Linked DNA regions of Mus musculus: regions 1, 2 and 3 are each linked to region 4. A link is a contact called in public Hi-C and HiChIP or PLAC-seq data. All regions are on one chromosome and are shown on one strand. The core of a region is the stretch at or near the end of the contact, and the rest is flanking DNA. Distances in the headings are between cores, read along the strand shown.

The links. Hi-C and Micro-C count contacts between places; a contact is called where the count stands out from the background. HiChIP or PLAC-seq counts read pairs in DNA pulled down with a chosen protein or histone mark.
Region 1: a contact with region 4 is called in a Hi-C map of cerebral cortex, with 2.9 times the contacts expected there. The contact joins the promoter of Ppp1r13b here to the enhancer-like site in region 4. A contact is called at or near these places in 2 of 39 promoter capture datasets (embryonic stem cells and neural stem cells), 1 of 15 datasets of contacts at CTCF or cohesin (embryonic stem cells), 1 of 484 Hi-C or Micro-C datasets (cerebral cortex), 3 of 115 datasets of contacts at active chromatin or transcription factors (astrocytes and embryonic stem cells) and 1 of 9 other capture datasets (embryonic stem cells).
Region 2: a contact with region 4 is called in an H3K4me3 HiChIP or PLAC-seq map of forebrain, with 5 times the contacts expected there. The contact joins the promoter of Coa8 here to the enhancer-like site in region 4. A contact is called at or near these places in 4 of 115 datasets of contacts at active chromatin or transcription factors (astrocytes, embryonic stem cells, forebrain and 1 more) and 1 of 9 other capture datasets (liver).
Region 3: a contact with region 4 is called in an H3K4me3 HiChIP or PLAC-seq map of embryonic forebrain, with 3 times the contacts expected there. The contact joins the promoter of Ckb here to the enhancer-like site in region 4. A contact is called at or near these places in 3 of 39 promoter capture datasets (embryonic stem cells, frontonasal cranial neural crest and pre-B cells), 4 of 484 Hi-C or Micro-C datasets (the G1E-ER4 cell line and cortical neurons) and 5 of 115 datasets of contacts at active chromatin or transcription factors (T-cell acute lymphoblastic leukemia, embryonic forebrain, embryonic stem cells and 2 more).

Annotation. Positions count from the first base shown.
Region 1 is chr12:111,905,037-111,910,118 of GRCm38.p6, forward strand. It overlaps Ppp1r13b (protein phosphatase 1, regulatory subunit 13B), which reads right to left and starts at 3,019. Exons shown (of 17, transcript NM_011625.1): 1 at 2,826-3,019. The coding sequence starts at 2,834.
Region 2 is chr12:111,709,693-111,714,578 of GRCm38.p6, forward strand. Coa8 (cytochrome c oxidase assembly factor 8) reads left to right here and starts at 3,577. Exons shown (of 5, transcript NM_026511.2): 1 at 3,577-3,726. The coding sequence starts at 3,601. Bag5 (BCL2-associated athanogene 5) reads right to left here and starts at 3,564. Exons shown (of 2, transcript NM_027404.2): 1 at 3,352-3,564; 2 at 1-1,720. The coding sequence starts at 1,695. The coding sequence ends at 352.
Region 3 is chr12:111,668,367-111,673,653 of GRCm38.p6, forward strand. It overlaps Ckb (creatine kinase, brain), which reads right to left and starts at 3,972. Exons shown (of 8, transcript NM_021273.4): 1 at 3,864-3,972; 2 at 3,400-3,607; 3 at 3,059-3,213; 4 at 2,849-2,981; 5 at 2,507-2,678; 6 at 1,796-1,919; 7 at 1,459-1,648; 8 at 989-1,375. The coding sequence starts at 3,592. The coding sequence ends at 1,197.
Region 4 is chr12:112,537,803-112,543,366 of GRCm38.p6, forward strand. No RefSeq gene overlaps it. Among named protein-coding and RNA genes, the nearest start is that of Gm40584, 4.9 kb to the left of the region's middle. Within about 2 kb of position 3,914, at least 36 of the 459 cell types and tissues checked have an H3K27ac peak or open chromatin away from gene starts, as enhancers often do. A contact at or near this core is called in cerebral cortex, cortical neurons, embryonic forebrain and 1 more, where this site is marked.

The DNA of each region.
Region 1 (5,082 bases), core at 1,769-4,268, 630 kb before region 4:
GTGCAGGGATTAAAGGCCCAAAGTCTTGGGACTTTAAGTAACAAGCAGGCAGATGTCTTTTACAAAGACTTTGTCAGATGGGAACTTGGCCACTCTTCATTGATTTTCAGGAGCTGAGATCTGGTGCAGTACACAACCATCTTACCAGTTAAAAGTCACCACAGACCAACACTACATACCACTAAGTCTCAAATATACCTGGTAGCCTATCTACCTACATGGGACAATGAACACTTGAAGGGTACCAATCCACCTGAAGAATGCTGTAAATGTATACTTTCAAAGTATTCACACAAAGTTTAGTTTTAAAAAATAGTCACTCGAGAGGCAGAGATAGGCAGGTCTCTGAGTTAGAGGCTAGCCTAATCTATAAAGGATAGCAGAGGCTACACAAAAAAGCCGTATCTTGAAAAACAACAACAAAACAGTCCACCATCACATTGATGACTTAAGGGATCACTTTTTATAATTATAGTTCAGGTGACCTCACAGTGAGGAAATGGCCCAGTGGGTGAAGGCACTGCTATCAAACCTGACAACCTGAGTTTGATCCCAGAGACCCACCCGGTGGAAGGGGAGAGCCTTCCTCTATAAGTTATCTTCTGATCTGCATACTTAATGGTGGGTACTGTGCACATACAACAAATACATGTAATTTAAAAAGTATAATTCAGATAAGCACAGCTAACAAAAAGGTATGTAGAGAACTACTTGGCTTTGTTTACTTTTATAGTACCTAAGGTATTTTATATTGCATTTGATCCTAATGTTATTAAATTCTGACAGTCCTACTGCTTTGAACAACCACAGCATAAGAACCAGTCTTCCTTTGATGATTCACTGTGATGATCAACACCAAATATACAATAAAGCCAGAAAAATCACATTTACACTTTGGATACATGGTATAAGATATTATGAAGAAGGAAAGATGTGTTGTTAAAAGTTGTATTAAATTTACAAGTACCTCCAACCTGTGTTAACAGAGGAAGGACTCAACCATACAAGTAGTATCTTTAGAGATAAAGAAGAAAATACAAAAATAAAACACAAAAAGGGATTAAGAAAAACACCATCGGTTTCTCAAAGTATCTTTAAAAAAAAAGCAGTGTTAAACTAATATAAGATCAGCTTTAAAAAGCACTATTTGAGTTTTTAAAGTAAACATCCCATTTTCAGACTAAACATTTTAAAAACAAAATTTGTTATCCTTCAACGGCATGGATAGAAGTAAAAATGTCTGCGCTAACACATGGAAAAGTAATACAAGTTTCCTAACAGAGCATTTATAATTAAACACTACACAATGAGGGATAAAACCTGCCAAACATTTGATAATCTTCAATATTACTGTAGTGTGACTGCATTATCACCGCAACTACCAGGACTTAACTGCAACGTTCCAAAACACCACAATACCTTTTCAACATGGAGCCAGTAAGAAAAGGGAAGAAATAAAGTGTATCTTGTAAAGATTAGAATCTCAAACTGAAACCCCAAAGCTATATTTAAAATGTGGTATGGCATTCTGCTCAACAATTCTGAAAAGCGTCCTGACTGATCTTCATGATGGTACTTCAAATACTGATATGTTCTTATCCCTATTTTAGAGGGAATTCAGTCTCAACTCTGTCAAGGACACAATATGAAGAGGTACCAGAACAATTATTTGACCCCAGCTCTTCTGACGCCCACTTAGTGCTCTTTCCATTACAAGGCAATCGTTTAAAAACATGCTTAGCATTCAACAAGCCTAACACCAAAGGATTTAAGGATCAAGTAGGTTAAATCTTAAAACTCCACCAACACCAGGGGTTGGAATCAGTTCAAAAGGAGGGAGAAGAGATTATCAAGAAACAGGAAATTATTTGAAGGGGTGGTGGTTTGTAAACTAATGAGCTTGGGTGCAGCATAGCAGAACGACAGTATTCAAGTAAAAATGCAGAGACATATTTCCCCTCTGAAACGTGATCTTTCCACGTAGGCTTCAATTTTTTTTTTCTGTGGATCTGGGATATATAAACTCAGTGATAGAAACACTGGCCTAGTCCTGCAAAGCCCAGGTTTGACCCCCAGCACTTCTAAAACAAGCGAACAAAAAAAAAAAAATAGATTGTGTGTTATTTTATTAGTCTGAGATTTTTTTACTCAATAGACACTCTAAAAACAACACGCCCAACTGGGTACAATCTATGTCACGTTTTTTCCCATTAATTACGACGTATACACTTCACAAAAAGCCTATTTAAAAAAGGAGAGAATTCAGCATCCACTGCTGCTTGTACCGCACGCAGGTAAAGGAAAAGGCAAAGAAGGTGGCAACCCCCAAAACGAAGGTCTTCCTGGCCAAAAGCATCCTTAAGAGCAGGACAAAGGCTCGAGTGACACACAACCGGCTCAACCTTAAGGACATAGGGACATCACGCCAGGTGGAGCAAATGTACCCACGGAGAAGCCTCGGCAAGGGGATTCCTAAGATGGCTCTCTGAATCCACGCACGGCATGCGTTCCTCCCAGTGCAGGGGAAACACATATTCCGAGCGTGCGAACACCGCACCCGGGTGCCCTCGCCGAGGAAATCGAGGCACCGGTCGCTGGCCGGGAGGGGCCGTACACGCCGCAGCCCCGCGCAGCCCGCAGCCCTGCGGAGGCCGCTCGCCCTGTCGGCGACCCCGCCCACGCTCGCTCTCTCGCCCGCCCGCTGACAGCCGCCGCCCCCACCTGCCCCTGCGCTCGCTCGCCCTGCACGCCCGCCCGCCGCTTCCTCCCTGCCGGGCCCGCCTCGCGCGGGGGCCGGGGAACGAGGCGCCGCCGCCCGCACCCACCGGCATCATCGCGGCGCCGTCCGCCGCGCCCGCGCCGCCTGACAGGACGCCGCTCCGGCCGCCTCACAGGCCTCGCACCCGCTGCGGCGCCCTGCGGCCCGGCTGCGGCGAGGCGGCAGCTGCGGAGAGCCGCGCAGCCCTCGCTCGTCCTGTCGCGCCGCCCCGCGTGCCGCGTCGCCGTCCCTCAGCCGCCGCCACCGCCTCTGCCGAAGCCGGCCGCCTTCCGCCACCCACTCGGCTCACCCCGCAGGCTGCGGAGGCCCCGCCCCACGCGTCGCTCCCCCACCCGCCTACGCCACCTATGATTGGTCCGGTGGGGGTAGGCGGGATAAGAGGGCGGGGCTTCTCCGCCGCGGCCAGGTGAGAGCGCGCTCGTGCGCGTCTGCGCTCTCGGCGGCGGGGGAGGGGCGCGCTGCGGACGCCGACCCCGCCCCTCCTCCTGCATACCAGCAAAGGGGGCGTTGGGGCGCCCAGGGACCTCCGAACCTTGTGTCTGCGAGACTTCGGCTCAGGGTCACCTCGGACGAATAGGAAGCAAAGGACAGAGAGGAAAGGGCGGCTGGGTCCGGCCCACAGTCGCGACCGGTGGAGACTCGAACCTCTCAGGTCCGAGAGGCCAGTGGCGAGCTGGCCACAGACCAACTCTGACCGTAACATATACCCTAGGTGTCCAGCGCTATGCGAGGCTACAGGCCGGATCCTATCAGGCGGGCACAGGGTGTCCCCGATGTGTCTGCATCAGCCGATTGCATACCGCTCAGTGTCCCGGGCCCCAGAGACCTGGGACTCTGCCCCCGCTTCCACCGCGGGCTGAGCCATTGAAGCCTTCCTGGACAGGACATACAGGCTCTCAGCCTCAGCCCTTCACACGATCCATCCCAAGACCGAAGGACCCATCCCCACCTGTGTCAGTATCCTTGGAGATCCAGCTGGAACGTCCCAGGGCAGAGTCCAATCTGTACCTTCAGGGTCCAGGTCTGTCCTTAGAATGCTGTCTCCTGTGTCATTTTTCCCTCCAACTAGGGAGCCTGAGTGACAGAGGGTAGAGCAGGCCCCAGAGCAGACCCTCAGCAGAGGCTGCCGGGTGGGCAGGCACCCTTTCTGAGTACTCCACATTGTGCCATTTGCCTGAACTCTGACAGATGAGACACAACGGCTGATGAGCTGCACCGGGCTTAAACTTCCATGAGATTCCAGAAACATGAAGACAGCTGGATGACCCCAAACACAGAAAGGGTAGATCACCTTGGGAAGTACCCAACCCCTGGAGAGGGCAGCAGATGTTGATCAGGGGCAGTTTATAGCCTGTCTGGTTCTCTGAGTGGCGGGAGGCTGCTGCTAAGTCGGGGCAGAGAGAGGGAGGAGGCCAGAGTTACACCAGCCCCCTTATGGGCAGCCACACCTGAGCTTAAGAGGCCATGGGGGTTAGTGATTGAGAGCGTGGACTTTCCAGTTGAACAGACTTGGTTCCACACCACTGCTGACACACCCTCGCTGTGTGATCTTCAGCGAGCTCATATCTGTCATAGGATGTGGTAGGATAATAGTACCTCTCTCTCAGGTGTGATGTATGAATACTTCGAGCAGTTTGTGACACGTGCCAGCTGCCCTGTGAATTCTGTAGTTACGTTATCGTTAGCAAGCAGGTTTGGTGTAAAAATGTCCCTAGGGTTTTAAGACTGAATACATGTGGACCATGAATGGTCAGTGACACACCCTTTCTGGGAACAGGATTGAGTGGTTTCAATCAGATGTCAAGAGACCTGGGTCCCAGTTCCAGCTCTGCTTCATTTCCTGCGAGGTCTCAGGCAGCTCATAATGTTTCTCTGAGCCTTGCATTTCCCATCTGAAGCAGAAGCAGGCTTAGATTCCATCGTCTCTGGGGCCTTCCAGTCCTGATGCACTAATGTCCCTGAGCTGTAAAGGGATAGATGCTTGTGCCCAACAAAAGACAAGCCCAGAAAAATGTCACCCACTCTCCTGAGAGGACCTTCACTACAAGATCTTACCGGAGGCGGGGGGAGGAGAAGAAGAGGTTTTAGGGGAACTGGAGAGATGACTCAGTGCCAAGAGCACTGACTGCTCTTCCACAGATTTGATCCCCAGAACCCACATGGCTGCTCACAATTCTGTGTAACTCCAGTTCCAGGGAATTACATCCTCTCTTGTCCTCTTCAAACGGGCACACACACGTGGCACACAGACATATACATAGAAACAAATACAATTTTTTTTATGTATGTATATGGTCTGTGTC
Region 2 (4,886 bases), core at 2,327-4,826, 830 kb before region 4:
TTAGGCTAGAGTTAGAAAAGTCTAATCTGTTTCTAGACTCTCAAATTCTGCATCTAATGCTTGCACAACCCATTTAAAACTTAGGAATGCTGCCTTTTTCGTGTTCCCATTAAAAACACACAAAATAAACACAAACCACACATTGTAAGGATAATGAGCCAGATGGAAAAGGTAATGTGCTATAATGATATTCGTTTGCAACATCAAAAGCAGCAGAAATACTGAATATAATTTGATTAAATCATAAATACTGAGATTGACTATGCACATAGAAATTACATTTAGGCTCCATGAGCTGAGAGCTCTCTAAAGGAGATGAGGTGCGAACCAGCGAGATCAGCTCCTGGCCCATCAATACTCCCACTCGTCCGACTTCATGTCCAGGTAGCTGAGGATGTTCTGGGCCAGTTTCACAGCCTGTTTCCTGGCAGCCTTACACTTCTCTTCTCCCTGTGGGTCAACGGCATCCAGAGCCAGCAACTGTTTGGTCAGTAGCTCCTCCAGACGGATGTAGTTCTTATCAGTTCGGTTTCCACCAAATGAAAGGACTTCGCCCAGGATCTCAGACAGGTTCCCAAGGATCTCCCACACGGCCTTGTGTGGGGGGTGCTCCTCACATGGGAACAGCTTCCTCTTCTCGAGGGCTTCCTTCAGGTCCAGGTACGTGATCAGGATCTGCACCTCAATCACCGCCCTCCTCCTGGCCTCCCGGATGCAGGGGTTTTTCTCCAGACTCACTTCATCCAGCTGTCCGATCAAGCCCTGCAGCTCTGTCTTGGCCCTCAGGTACAACTCAGGAGGGCTCTGCGCCTGGAGAAGTTCATTTTTTATCTCTCTCATCCTCTTGAGAACATTTTCTATTTTTATAATGGAATGGTTCTGTCCCAGGTCAAATGCATGTGTACTGTCAGCTTCCTCTTCTAAGTCTAGGTATTTCAGTAATTTGTTGATATCTTCCACCACCTCCCTCCGATAATTTCTGATCTCTGTACGCCCACACACATCTAGAGCATCTAAGTCAGCAATCAGTCCTGACAGCACGCAGGATAAGTGCCTGCAAGTCTCGGAACTGTCCACGCCCATCAGAAGTGCGATCAGCGTCCCTCTGGCCTTGTTCACCTCGCACATGACAGAGTTGATTTTGGCCACTGAAGGATGCACATCCTCAGACAGTGGCAGGGACGGCTGCTTCTTCATACAGTCCTCAATAACCTCCTGTACCGCGCAGATCTTGGTGAGCGTGCGGTACCTGGCTTTCCGCAAGGAGACCTTCCCTCCGGTCTTCACGTGCGTCAGCCTCAGAATGATGTCCTGGATGCCTTCCTCAAACTCGTCAGTCACACAGTTGCCTCCGCTGTAAAAGGGCACAATCTTGTCTTTCACAAGGGCCTGAGCCTCCTTAAAGATATTCTGGATTTCGATGCGGTGTGGGTGGTTGGCATTCTGCTCCAACTCCTTGAGGAGACGTTCTGTCTCCTGTGCCGCCCGCTTCCTAGCTTGCTGGATATCTCCTTTTCCTTCCGTATCCACAGAGTCAATTTCAAAAAGTTGTTTGGTCAGAATCCTCTCCAGCCTCTTGTAGTTCTTGTCATCCGACAGGCCGCTGAAGCCGACCACTTGCGGCTCTATAGCCTTTACTTCCCGCTGGATCTCCTGAAGCCTACTAATGGAGGGGTGTTGGTTTCCCATATCCATACTTCTGTGTTCAGTTTCACAAGCACTGAAAGATAGCAAGAATGATAACGTATTAGTCTCTGCAGGACAAGAACCCACTCTAAACACTCCTTCTTAGTACACTTGTTAAAAGGGCTCATTCGGGCTGTGGAGATAATTTTTCATCAAGTGTCCAAGCTGGAATTCCAGAACACATGTGGAAAAAAAAAAGCTGGGGCGGAGCTGGAGAGAGGGCTCAGTGGTTAAAGGTGCTGGCTAGAGGACCTGGGTTTGATTACCAGCACTCACATGACAGTGCATGACCACACAGGTAACCCCAGTCCCAGGGCATCTGATTCCCTTTCTGTCTTCAGAGGCACCAGGCACACAGTGATGCACAGACATCCATGCAGGCGAAGCGCCAACGCCCATGAAGTAAAACAGAAAAGCCAGGCAAGCCAGTGCCGGGGAGACGGCGATAGATGGATCTCGTGATTCACTGGCCAGCCCAGGTTAGCCTAACCGAGGACCTTCAGGACCATGGGAAGCCCCACTTCAAAAGCCAAAGTCAAAGGACACCAAGGAAATGATGGTGGGCGGGCAGGGAGGCCAAACTCTGGCACCTGGGCATGCACCAAAATACACAAAAGGTTTCGTCAAAGGTGTAAAAGGTTGCTTGAGGAAAGGGAAGATGTGACATGTCAACTCCCTCTCCTGAAAACAGCTGGACAGGAACAAAACAAAGCAAGCTCACCGGTGTGCTGGTGTATCCCTACAATCCTAGCGTCGGGGATACAGAGGAAAGGGAACTACGAATTCAAGATCACCATGGGCTACTTGGTGACCCTAAGAATTCAAAGCAAAACGGAAATAGGGGAACACGGTAGGGATTTGAACGACAGACAGAAGGTCCTCATGATCCAGCCTGGGTGGATGTCTAGGCCTATGAATTCTGTCTTAAACCATGAGAGCGAGCTGCGTACACTGCCATTCTAGTCAACCCACCAGGTTAGCAACACAATTTCCTTAGATCCCCCCCCCCCCCATCCTAATCTACTCTCTGGAACCAGTTTGGAAGTTAACAGTAGCTCTTCCACACTCACAGGAGCACCATTCGTCCAGACAGCTAGCTAACTTTCTACTTTTCTGAAAGAGGAGCTACGAAACTTCCAAATCCTCACCCTGACTTCAAATACCCGCCGCCCAAACCTGCCGACTGCGATTAACTCGGTCACTCGCCTCCCGGTATGTGCGCTTAGAGCATTTCCCACGCTCTCAGGTTTCTGTCAAACAGCTCACTTCTGGCGGGCAGGCCACAGAACTCAGTCCCCGGGAGGGTCCAAGCCCGGCCCTCGCAGAGCTTTTACCCCGGGAGGTCTGGGCGGCGGCGGTCTTGGCTGCCGCGGGGGGCTGCGAGGTGGGAGATCGGCCCTTCACGGGGAGCGGCACCGCAGCGGTGCCCCCAGCGGCATCCCCCCTCGCCCTTCCCGGCTAGGTCTGACCCGGGCAGCCGGTGAAGGGGCCGGCGGAGGCGGCGGCAGCTACTGGCCGCGGCGGCCGCTCCCGGGTCTCGGCCCGGCCGGACGCGCCGCCGCCTGACCTCACAATGGGCGCGCGGCGGGCGCGGGCCTGCGCAGCGAGGGCGGCGGAGCGCCCGAGGCCGGGAGAACGGAGCTCGCGCCCTCGCCCCACGCTCACCTGGGCCGCACGCGCCATCGCGCCCCGCCACCTACACTTCCGCAGCGTTGTCGCCGTCCTCGCAGAGCGGGCCCGTCAGCAGTGAGCCCGGGGAAAACTTGTCCTCTCCTCGTCCCGCGCGGGCCCCGCCGCCCGGCGTCCGTCCCAGGGAATGCGCACGGTCGGCCTCGCCGCGCGTCGGCTCGGGCTTTGCGACGCCGCCGTAACGCCAACCTTTCCACTGTCGCGATCCTGCCGTACGCGCGGGCCATGGCGGCTTTGCGGCCCGGAAGCAGAGCGCTTCGCCGGCTTCTCTGCCGGTCCTTCTCCGGCGGCGGCGGCGTTAGGTTGGCCCGTGAGCGCCCTACGGATCACAGGGATGCGGCGTCCAGCCGGGTAAGCGGGACGCCGGGGGCGCTGGCAGGGAGGAAGGCCGCCGAGCAAACCCACGCCGCCTGCACCTCTCCGACGGACTGATGATCACTGCCCGGGATCCGCTGTGGAGAGCGCGAGCCTTGCTTATCCCCGAGTTAATTCCCATTTGTATTAACACAGCTCTTGAAGGGTGTTCTTTCTCATTTTCGCATCGTTAAGATTAGTGTTCGACTTAAAGCCGTGGCTGACTTCATCATCCCACTTCTGTAGACTTCGCATTGTTTGTAAACGTGCACGCGATGTCAGAGATCCACAGTGCAGGTCTGCAGCAAGAATGGGCGTGAAGCCTTTTTCAAAAAAACAATTGCTGGGCTGGAGAGATGGTTCAGCTGTTAGGAACACCGAAGACAGTAACAATGCACTCACATATATAAAACTAAATAAAGCTTTTTTTTTTTAGTCAGTTGCACTTCTTTTTTTTTTTTTTTTAAGATTTATTTATTTATTATATGTAAGTACACTGTAGCTGCCTTCAGACACTCCAGAAAAGGGAGTTCACATCTCGTTACGGATGGCTGTGAACTACCATGTGGTTGCTGGGATTTGAACTCTGGACCTTCCAAAGAGCAGTCAGGTGCCCTTACCCACTGAGCCATCTCACCAGCCCTCAGTTGCACTTCTTTGCAACAGAATGCTTTGCTTAAGGAAGGCCTAGGTTGCCAGGCGTGGTGGCCCACGCCTTAATCCCAGCACTCGGGAGGCAGAGGCAGGCAGATTTCTGAGTTTGAGGCTAGCCTGGTCTACAGAGTGAGTTCCAGGACAGGGCTACACAGAGAAACCCTGTCTCGGGAAAAAAAAAAAAAGGCCTAGGTTTAGAGTCTATCAGTCATATGAAAACGCTAAGGCTGGAGGTAAAACATTAATCAGTGGCTACTAACACTTCAATGACCACTAAGCTAGTGATAGAGACTAGAGAGCTTGGTTTAAGCAATAATGAAGAGAGGGAAGGAGGGATGAGGAGAGAGAAGAGAGATGGAGAAAATTAAGAATTGCAAAATGTGCTTGCTGTGAAAATTTTCATCTCTGCTATGCTGTGTCTCCTTGCACACTTTTAGCTTTGAAGTTCTGACTACTCCAGTTTAGATTTGTTGCCTTAGGACCCTGGCCTCTGGCTCAGTTTC
Region 3 (5,287 bases), core at 2,722-5,221, 870 kb before region 4:
CCAGCCTAGACACCACCTAGATGAGCCCATAGCTGGAGTCTGGCCATTGAAGCAAACCCCAGACAGAACATAACCTCTGTAGCTCATAGCTCAGCCTTGCCTCCTGTCTCCTGGGTCTGAGTATGATGTCTGGGTTGACCAGGTAAGCCTGTGATGAGCCTGACCAGCAGGTGGCAGCACAAGACTGTCCTCTTGGAAGAGTCACTGTGGGGGCGGGGAACTGTAGTCCCAGCCCCTGGCTGCTGTTTTTTCCTTTCTCGGCTTTCAAATGTGGGCCAGATCTTTTCATGAGGCCCAACCAGGATAAGCCGCCATGAAGGCAGCCAAGCCTCATTTGTGCCCAGGAGCCCTGATGTGAGCCTTGGGGTACCTCCCCTTTGACCTGTCCACAGACAGGGACGGGTCACGACAGAGCCCCTCTAACTACTGTTCCCTCTCCTAGATGACGTGGCATAAAAGCTCGAAGTGGAAGCAGAGGGTTGTCTCCTCCCAACCACTAGGGCCCCAGAGAGGAAGCTAGCTGCAAATGAGAGGGACGGGACAGGGGCTAGAGAGCTGGGGGCGGGGGGGGGGGCGGTGAGGAGGAGGCACCTCGACCTGAGGACGATGGAAGCTGGAGGAAGCAGGGAGAGGGTTATTTAGGAACTGGAGTAGGGGTTGGAGCCTGGAGGGGGAGGAAGTGAGGAGGTAAAACTTTGGCTCTTCAGGCTGCCAGGAAGACAGCAGAAAGAAACTGGGGAAGATGTCAAGTTTCTGACTCCTTTAGCTGGCTGGGACTAAGGAAACACTAGGCTCCACCCTGCAAGCACAGATGTCCTTAGATGCTCAGGCTGGACTCAGAGCCTCCCTCCCTCTCTGCCCTGTATCTTCTATGGCTCATGTTTCATCTGCTAGGTGAGATGACACAGAAGGCCAGCGCGCGCACACACACACACACACATACATACACACACACACACACTGTCCCTAGGAAAGGAGAAGCAACACTCAGAAATAGGGCAGGCCAAACCCTAGTTTATTTTCAGTGTCAGCAACAGCTTAGCCATCAAAAAAATAAACTCTACCCAGGGCGACAGAAGTCTCTACAGCGAGGCTAAGGGCTCAGCCGCCAGGCGGCAAACATCAAGGATGCATGGCGGGCACTGCCCGGTTAATAAGTTAGGAAGCGGCAGCCTGATGGTGGCGAGGGCCAGGCTTCACTTCTGGGCCGGCATGAGGTCATCGATTGCCTGACCCTGCTCCAGCCGTTGCTCCATCTCAATGAGTAGTTTCACTCCGTCCACCACCATCTGCACCAGTTCCACCTCCGAGAAGCCCAGGCGGTCAGCGTTGGAGACATCAAACACCCCACCGACAGCAGCGGTGTCCACGCCACCTGCGGTGGGACATGGGCAGGTCAGCGGGGCTGAGGACAACACCTGCACCTTCTGCCCCTCACCTGTGCCTTCTGCCCCTCACCTGTGCCTCGCTTCTGAAGCCGCAGCCGCTTGAGCACCTCCGAGAACTTCTCGTGCTTCCCCAGGTGGGGCAGCTTGATGTGCACACCTGCCCGCAGTCCGGTGCCCAGGTTGGATGGGCATGTGAGGATGTAGCCCAGGTGAGGATTCCACATGAACTCATAGTTCTTGGACTTGAAGAGAGTTTCGATCTGAAGGTGGAGAAGGGAGAGTTAAGAGAAGGAAGCCTGGCCGGAAGCCCTACGGACCCTGGGAGATGTGGGCTCTGATCTGCCCCTGATCCCTCCCCAGCACCAACGCCCCTAGTGAGGAAGCCCTGGGGAATGCCCAGGCCTGACCTGAGTGAGGCCGGTGCAGAATCGGGTGAACACTTCCTTCATGTTGCCCCCCTTCTGCATGGAGATGACTCGCAGGTGGTCCTCCTCGTTAATCCACACCAGGAAAGTCTTATTGTCATTGTGCCTAGAAGAGGGGTAAAGTCAGGCTGGAGTCCCTGCCAGAATGTGGCCTTAGATCACACCCAAGAAAGACACTATAGGTGGGTGACCTCAAACAAAATGCTTCCTCAACAAAGTGCTGGAATGTGAGCTGTCACCAAGACGCCAATCCCAGCAACAGTGGAGGAAGGCAGCTCATATACATCTCAATCACCAGTCATGTGCTGTGTGGCCCGCAAGGGTCTGGAGCCTCCAGAGCATCCCACCAGAGGAAGCACGCCTCCGCCCGCTCAGTCTGCAGGGGTAGGAGCCCTGCCCGGACGGGTGCGGAGGCTTTTGCGTCATTGGCACCTGGCACGATCCCGGCGGAATAAGGGGGTGAGAAGGTGGAGAGAAAACAAGAAGCGCCGGCTCCCAGGAGGAGGGCGGAGAACAGACGCCAAAGAGACTGGTCACCACCCTTGAGTCCCTGGAGACTGCGGCCTCCCGCAGCGCAAGGACCACAGTCATCCGCAGAACCAAGGTCACCTGGGCGGAGGGAGGCACTGCACAAACTAGGAATTCAGGGCAGGCCCCACCTTCTAGGGACTGGGGGGGGGGGGGGGCTCGTACCATATGCCACGAGCATCCGGCCAGTCCCGGGCCATGCCGGAGGCCAGCAGCAGAGGCGACACAGGCTTATCGAAGAGGAAGTGGTCGTCAATGAGCTGCTGCTGCTCCGCCTCAGTCATGCTCTTGAGCGCGTAGTACCTGCCAGACAGGTCGCCATCTAGGCTGGACAGAGCTGCGGAGTGCAGAGTTCAAGGACAGGGTGGGCGGGCGAGCAAGCCCGCCGCCCCGCCTGCAGCAGTGTGTCCCCGCGGGCGAAGGTGGGTCTTCGACCCTCAGTCCCCAGTGGGAACGCGCGCGCAGAGAAGAGCGCAGCAGCTCTGGAGGCTGTTACCCGACCCCTACCTTCTACTGCCAGCTTCTCGATGGCGCGGCGCTCCCCGCGGCTGCAGTGCGGGGGGAGACAGAAGCCGCGGATGCTGCGGCCTGTGCGCACTCGCGAGCTCAGCACGTAGTTGGGGTCCAGGTCATCGCCACCCTGGGAATACAAGGTGGTGGCTAGAGTGAGCGCCGAGACCCCTCTCCCCAGCACGCCCGGACCCTGATTCCCCGCACCTGCAGGTTGTCTGGGTTGAGGTCGGTCTTGTGCTCATCACTGGGCTGGTAGCCGCCGTGCCGCTCCTCAATAATGGGGTCGAAGAGGTCCTTGAATACGTCGTAACTCTCCTCGTCGCCCGCCACTGCACCCACAGTCATGATGTACGGGTGGCCTGGAGGAGGGGCGCGGCGACAGTGACGTCACCGTCAGGCAGGAGCAAGCCGAGGCTCTTAAGGCTAAGCGCGGAGAGGGGAACAGGGGACCCCAGCCCACCGAAGGTTCAGGGAAGAGCAGTGGGATCCTTGCCCGGGGGGCTTCTTGGGGAGGCGGAAGCCTGACGCTACAGGGGTGTGCATACCCGGATTGTCTACGCCAGTCTGAATGGCGTCGTCCAAAGTAAAGCCGCTCGGCGTGCACTTGGCACGGAGCTCGGCGTACAGCTCCGGGGTCAGCACCTTGGCCATATGGTTGTTGTGGCTGCTCAGATCAGGGAACTCATCCTCGGCCGGGAAGCGCAGCTTCTGCGTATTATGGCTGTTGGAGAAGGGCATGGCGGCGGCAGCGGGCTGCAGGGAAGAGCGGGGTCAGAGGAGATTTAAACACCGGCCGCCAGGGACCTGCAAACCACTTGGGACCCCCGAGACTTTCCCTGGACGCCACCAAGGTCAGCGAGGTCTGCATCGTCAGAGTCCAGCGCATCCCAAGTTCCCGGGCGGGTCCGATGAGCGCTCCCGGCAGCGAGGCTGCGCGTGATGCCCCGGTCCCGCACCCCACAGCGTAGAGCCCCGCAGGACTATACCCCTGGCCCTTGGACCCGCTCACCGGGATGCCGGACGAAGCAGGGGCGATGGATGCCTGTGCTTGCAGCTCCTGGCGCAGCGCAGAAGAACGACGGCTGCTCGCTGCTCCCTGAGCTCTTAAGGGGCGCGTCGCCGGCCTCCCATTGGCGGCTATTTATAGCCCATTCATTCCATTGGTCCGCGCTTTGGGGTGGTGCCGCCGCTTTGTCCGAGGCAGCAGCCCTTGACACCCCCAGCGGCCCACCCTAGCGGTCCCCAAGTCTCGACCCCGCTGCGCAGTTTGGCCACCCCGGTGGTGCTCGCACAGGATCCCTAAGACGAAACCCCAGAGCCATAGATATCCTAGACCTGCTTCACACACACTGCCGGGGGCAGGAAACTGAGTCTGGGAAGCCAGATGGCACTTGAGGCTCCTGCCTTCCCTGTCTCCTCAGGCCGACTGCGTTGTAGAGAGGGTCATGGTGAGAGTCCAGGTTTTTAACATTGGGTACAGCATCCAAACACCGCATCCAGGCCATATCCTCAAGAGCCACAGAGCCGCCGACCTTCCTCAAGGTGCCTGCGGGCATCTCCTGGGTGTTCTTGGTGCAACACCAGAGGCGCAGTCTGGCTGAGGTCCCGCCCGGAAGCACCCAGGGTGTTCTGACCTTGGGCGGGCTCTAAGGAACACCGCCAAGACCCTTGGACCCAGACCCTGAAAGATTCAAGACATTTAGTTCCTAGAGACTGTTTTTGAATCTCCAAATTCTCATCTCCTGTCCCTTTTCTCGGGGGACCGGTTTCTACCACCGCACCCACAAAGAACTCCCCAACACCGGCAGGCAAACTGGGGGTGGAGGAAGCACCAGTCAAAATTAAGCTCATTAATCAGATCCAACACATTGAAACAGTCTCTCTCCCCGTGCCACCCCCCCCCACACACACACACAGGGGAAACCTGGAATTTGACCACAGCCAGTGCCAGGTGTGAATTGGAATGTGTGAAGATAGGCGTTCGCACCTTGCCTGCTGCAGCTGCCAGCAGCTTCATCTTTTTCTGGAAAGTAATTTGGCAGTATTTGTTAAAAAATTTTTAAATTGCTCTATGACCTAGCATTCCCACTTCTAGGAATGCAGCCTACAGAAAGACGGTGTCCCTTCTCTACAAACAGATCAGGAAACGTGTAGAGGGAGAAAGTTTGGATTCGATCTGATGCTCATTAGGGAATGGTCGTGGGTAGAAAAGTGTGGTAGATGGTGCAGTTGATACAAATAGAGAGGTGAGGTCCTGCGTGGCGGCACACCCTTTCTTTTTTTCTTTTTCTTTTTTGGTTTGTTTGTTTGTTTAAGACAGGGTTTCTCTGTGTAGCCCTGGCTGTCCTGGAACTCACTCTGTAGACCAGGCTGGCCTCGAACTCAGAAATTCGCCTGCCTCTGCCTCACAAGTGCTGGGATTAAAGGCATGGG
Region 4 (5,564 bases), core at 2,664-5,163:
TCTGACCGGTTTTGAATCTTATCAGTTCCAATCAAAACTTAGGTTTTGATTTCTCATATCTCAAACAAGAACATGTGGGGTCTTCAGCAACGGGCACTGGCCATGCAGTTCTGGTATGCACGCAACAGCAGTGGCAACAGTATATATGTTAGTGGAGGCTCAGGGGTCTCCCTCACTAACCAACCCCACTGAGCACTGGAATTTGCATTGAATGGCCTCATAGCTGTTGACCAAGCTTTCCCCATCCACGCAGGGCCCCCTTACGCCAGCTCTGCAACCTGTTGTCGCTGTTCTTCCCAACGCTCCCCCAGAACTGTGAGGCACTCTGTTACAGCGTTCTATGATGGAAGCTTCTAGTGTTAAAATGAGTGGGAGGTCTCTAAATCGACCACGATCAAATGTCCAAAGCAAGCGCCAACTGATGGTGGAACTCGGAGGTTACGGAATACAGAACAGCAGCAGCAACAAGGAAGAGCGCTACCGGTCAGTTCAGCGTGAGAAGACCTGAAGACCTGTCACTCACGCTGTTACTAAGAAGGAAAGAAGTTGGATACAGAGACAAAGGCAGAAGGAACTTTATGTAGCTCTGCAACACACGTTCATTCTTCACGAGCCCTCCAGCCTTCCCATCAGCCACCTCTCCCTGCTGAGAGGACTTCAACAGGTTTCTGTTTCCTGCCAACCATGAGGAAACATCTTTTCACTTCACACCCTCAAACTAAATTCCCCCACAGTGACATGCAGGGCGTGTCACAGCCCCACACCCGCCTCCAGTAAACTTGTAAACTTACCCTGGTGGGAGAAATGCGACATCGTCAGGATCACCCACACCCCTGTAAGAAGCCCCGCTCTACCTTGATAGTGATCCACTGCTACCCACTGTCCCCAGTGCTTGGGGTGTTGCAATGAAACAAGGCACTCTCCGCTCCAGCATCTTCCGAAACCCAACAATTCTGCCCGCTAGTAGAGAGCCGACAAATCTGTACTCCTGCGTGCTCTCTAGATGCCCAGCTAGTCCTCAGCTGCAACCTTGGCCACTTGACAAGGACTCACTAAGGACAGCTCCCTACTCCCAGCAGGCATTGCAGAGGAGAGGAACAAGTTTTGTTTGGTTTGGGTTTTGCCTTCTATAACTTTCGTGGAGTGTAACTCAAGCTTTAAACCATCCTGAGTGTCACAGGCACACACCTGGCCCTCTGTCAGTCTTCTCCCTAGACAGTCTGGCTCTACACAGATCTTGTCACCTTTGCTTAGTAGTGACACAAACAAAATCTTTTCTCCATTTTCCTCTCCTTTCATCTCACCATGGACTTCGGCAATACCGCAAATGCCCCCACACAACTCTTGGGGTCCCTTTTGAACGAATCCTCTTACCTCTTCTGCGAACACAGGCCTATGACCTGGAGAAATGAGTGTTGCACACCACATCTCAAACTGCCTTCCTCTCCCTCCTCATTGTTGATTCTCTCCATGAGTTCTGAGGTTCAAATCCCAGAAGGGGCTCTTCTGCACAGGTCAAATGTATATTCTCTTTCCCTTGCACGTGTCCAGCTTTGAGGAATGTCAAGGTAGCCCCTCCACTTACTTCATCCTTCTTCTCCCCGGCTTTCCCTGCCAAATCAGAAGGTAAAGTGGAAGATCACACCAACATGCCTGTCTCCTGTTGTAATTTCTCCTTTGGACACACACTGCAGCCTCAGTTGCGTGTCTTCACACCCACGGAAGCGGGGCACACAACTTCTACTACAGCCAAAAGGCTTGCCATTCCATAACACATGGGGAAAGATGGTGGTGCTGAGCCTGGCCCCCAAAGGCAGCCCTTCAGACATCCTCGGCTACACAAGCTATTGCTTAAAGAAGAACACGCCCGGCTCCTCCTAGAGTCAACTTTTGTTCTTTCAGATCTCCATCAGAATGACAACTTCTTGCATTACAGCTCCCGGTGACAAAAAAAAAAAAAAAAAAAAAAAAAAAAAGTCTAACCTCACAAAGAGCCTAAAGAAATGTACCCATCCAAATTAGTTCATTTAATTAAAAATTTTTAAAGGAGCAGATCCATCTAAGCTCATCTTGGTGAACCAACAAGTTTATTGGTGTTAATGTACAGGAACCTGGGTAAGGGATTCTTTATGGGAGCATGGATGAACATGGAGGGGCAGCAGCTTCACTGAAAACCCCCGAAGCATGGGTGACAACGCGTGAAACCTGCATCCCTAGCCTCCCACCGTCAGGTAACCTTCCAGCTTTCATACACACACACACACACACACACACACACACACACACACACACACACAACCTGGAAGGAAGGAGGAGGAAGTGGTCTAGCCAATGGCTACTCTCCCCTCTCCTCCTGCCCATGGAGTATTAACATCTCCGTTGCCATTCCACTGATCTCATGAGCCCTGCCTCAGTTTACCCATTTCATTGCCATGACTGTGGGACCAGGTCACCTCAGCCATGTGCTCCATCGCAGTGCATGGTGACATCAGGTCTGGAAGCAATCATGTCCCTACAACTTGCATGCACAGATGGGCCCCCAGCCTGAGGGTTCAGGCAGCAGCCTGTGTGATCGTGCTGCGAGCAGACCCAGCACCTCCAGGGGCCTAAACAGCCAGGGCCTACTGACATGGCACCAAGTGCCATTTGGAGAAAGTGTTTCGCCGGAGTTGTCTATAAGCCTTCTGGAAGATTCCAGTCAGATCAGGAAATTTCAGTGCCTTCAGACTGATGCCAGCAGCTCTGCACGGAGCCTGAGAGACGGGATTCATCTATTTGTGAACGCTGCAATCTGCGTGTTCTCCTGTGGCACTAGGTCTGAGTCTACTGAAAAAGCAAGGGCCCTGGGAGCACCAGTTGGAACCCACTTCCGAGGATCGCGGTTCTGCATGTTCAGACACCGTTGCCCCACTTTAACCTGTTTTTATTTTCCTCTTTATGTATGTGTAGCGTGAGCTATGATAAAAACCTATGATTAAATAAGTCCAAAGCAGTTCTTTGCTGAATATAAAGTGGGGCTTCTGTATGATCAAGAGTCACGTCAGGGTTTTATAGGCGGTGTTTTTTCTTTCTTAGAGGTGCATAAAACAACAGGCCACCTTCCAATCAACAGCATTGAACAAAGTGGCTAAAGAGTAATAGCAATGGGCCCATCAGAGAGGAGTGAGAGATGCCCAGAGCTGGGGGGAGTGGCCACAGAGAGTATCTCAGTGGACACAGTGGACACAGTGGACACAGGAAGGGATCTGTAAACCTCAATGCCTATTCAGAACTTCTCAAACTCCCGGAAGGCTGCTGCAATGAAAGGCTTCTCTTTCCCCTGGTGGGACCCATCTTCCAAACCCTCCGGAAATGTCAGACACGAGAGACCTCCCAGCTCCAATCTCTGCATGACCAGAAGTCACACAAAGGCATCCCTTATCGCCTCACTGCCCGAAAGTCCCGAGCAACACTGCAAGTCACAGAAAAGTAACAAGAGGTTTAAGATCAGGAAAGGAAGAGATAAAGCTGCCAGGACTTGTGGATAACAAGGCACCTGGGTAGGAAATGTAACCGGATCAGCAGACTGCTGGAACGGGCTACAGCTACAAGATAAAGCCACAAAGATCAATAATATTCCTGCACACCGCAGGACCCAGCCAGCAAATAAGGCCTGTTCACGACAACAGCTGAAGCAATTAAGTAGCTGAGAATTAAGCTACCAGAGAATGGCTAGGCCCTGTGAAAGGACTCAGCTGAGCAACTAAAAGGAGAAGGTGCAGTGGTCAGACATGGGGGTGGGGGAGTGGGGGGGGGCTCTGGATAGCACCGCCAACAATTGTCCCCAAATTAGTCTCTCTGTTAATGTCATTCAAATCACAGTTCCTGAAGGCTCTTTTCGGAAACTCGACAACCCTATTCTCAGCCTGCAAGGAAGAATAAAAAGCCCTTGAATGGGGAAGCTGATTGGAAAGAAGGCAGGGGAAGGGCACGCTCTGCCAGGATGGAGACAGGCTGCATAGCCATGGCAACTAAAAATAAAATGACAGAAAGCAGGCAAGGTGCCACCAAGGAGCACACTGACTCTGAACAGGCACATGAGAGCTCATGTAGGTCAGAGGGGACCCTGCACATCAGGGGGGACACAGTCGCCGGGTAAGCAGCTTGTGATGTGGAACAAAATGAAGTTGGATCCCCATGCTATACCATGTTACAAGTTGGCTACGGCTGGATTACAGCTGAGTGAGCTTTAACAAAATGTGAGAGGGCTGGGGTGGGGAACGTGGGGCAGACATGTTCTATTCATGTGATGACAGAGATCGGGGCCTAGCGACCCCCAGTCACCACTCCGCCACAGCAATAGTCAAAGTGAGCAGAACAAAGACACTGCTGGCCCTGGGACTGGGACAGCCAGGAATACAGCCTGAAGATGCTCTGACCCCAGAGACCGGCACCCAGCCTGCTGGAGAACAAGCTGCCAGGAGTCCAGGCATTGGCACCACGTCTGATCCCTTCTCCCAGATTCCCACCATCCCCTGCCAACTAAACCTTGCTACATGTACATGATGGACAGAAGCAGGAGCTAATTGTTAGAAATACTGGTTTTGTAGCCTGAGACGAGGGCCTTCACCAGGAGGTCTTGGCAGGTACCTGAAGGTCAGCTGGAGCCATTAGGGCACTTGGGTGTGGAAAACAGACAGGTTCTGACTAAAGCAGGCGCTGGTTGGGGCCAGAGGCTGCAAAGTCGTGAGAAGGCCAGCAGACTTGTTTTAGCCCAAGCGTTCCCTGGAGACCCCCTCTTCCCCCAAGGCCACCATAACCACCAGCTTCAAACAGGTTCTTTGAGGGGGAGGAGAAGCAATCTCGTTCATATAAATGTTTAACTAGGAATTAATATTTATGAGGCTCTTGAATGACGGGCTGTGGGTTTAATAAATATTAACACAGACTGGGTTTCCCTTCCCTTCCCCCTCACTTAGTGTTGATGCCTCGGTTTGTGTACCATGCATTATTCAGCCGTCCCTGAGATGGGTCCCACTCCTTGCTCCCTGGCTCCTGAGGGGAGGCCTACAGGCTTCGGGGAGAGAAGTCACCAGACTGGGGAAGTCTTCGTGTCGCCCTGTCCCCATTCGGCTCACCCTTGCCCTTTGGCCCTTATTCTAGCATAACACAGCCATTTCCACGACCGGAGGTGTCGCAGGGTCCAGCCAGTCTCAGTCACCCATTCTCCACGCCCTCAGTCCCAGGAAGACTTCCCGGGTCTGCTGGGCCTTCTGGAGCCACAGCCTGGCTTCAGAAACGGAATCCCTGAATCACTGAAAGGGCCGAGCCAGCCATGAGCACTGGTGGAGCTCGAGCGCCCCCTTGTGGCTAGTGTGCTCCCAGGTAGAAAGATGTCGGTTAGGAGACCAGGCCCGGGTTTGCAAATCTCTGCATTAGGTTCACAAATATTCACTACCCTGGCCTGGTTTCCCTCCTGGTCTGGGTTACATGAATTGGTCAGCTGAGTTGGGAACAGAGCCCAACATTCTGCCCTCTGCAGTTCCAGTTATATCTGCCAGTTTAGATGCTGTCACATCAGTGGG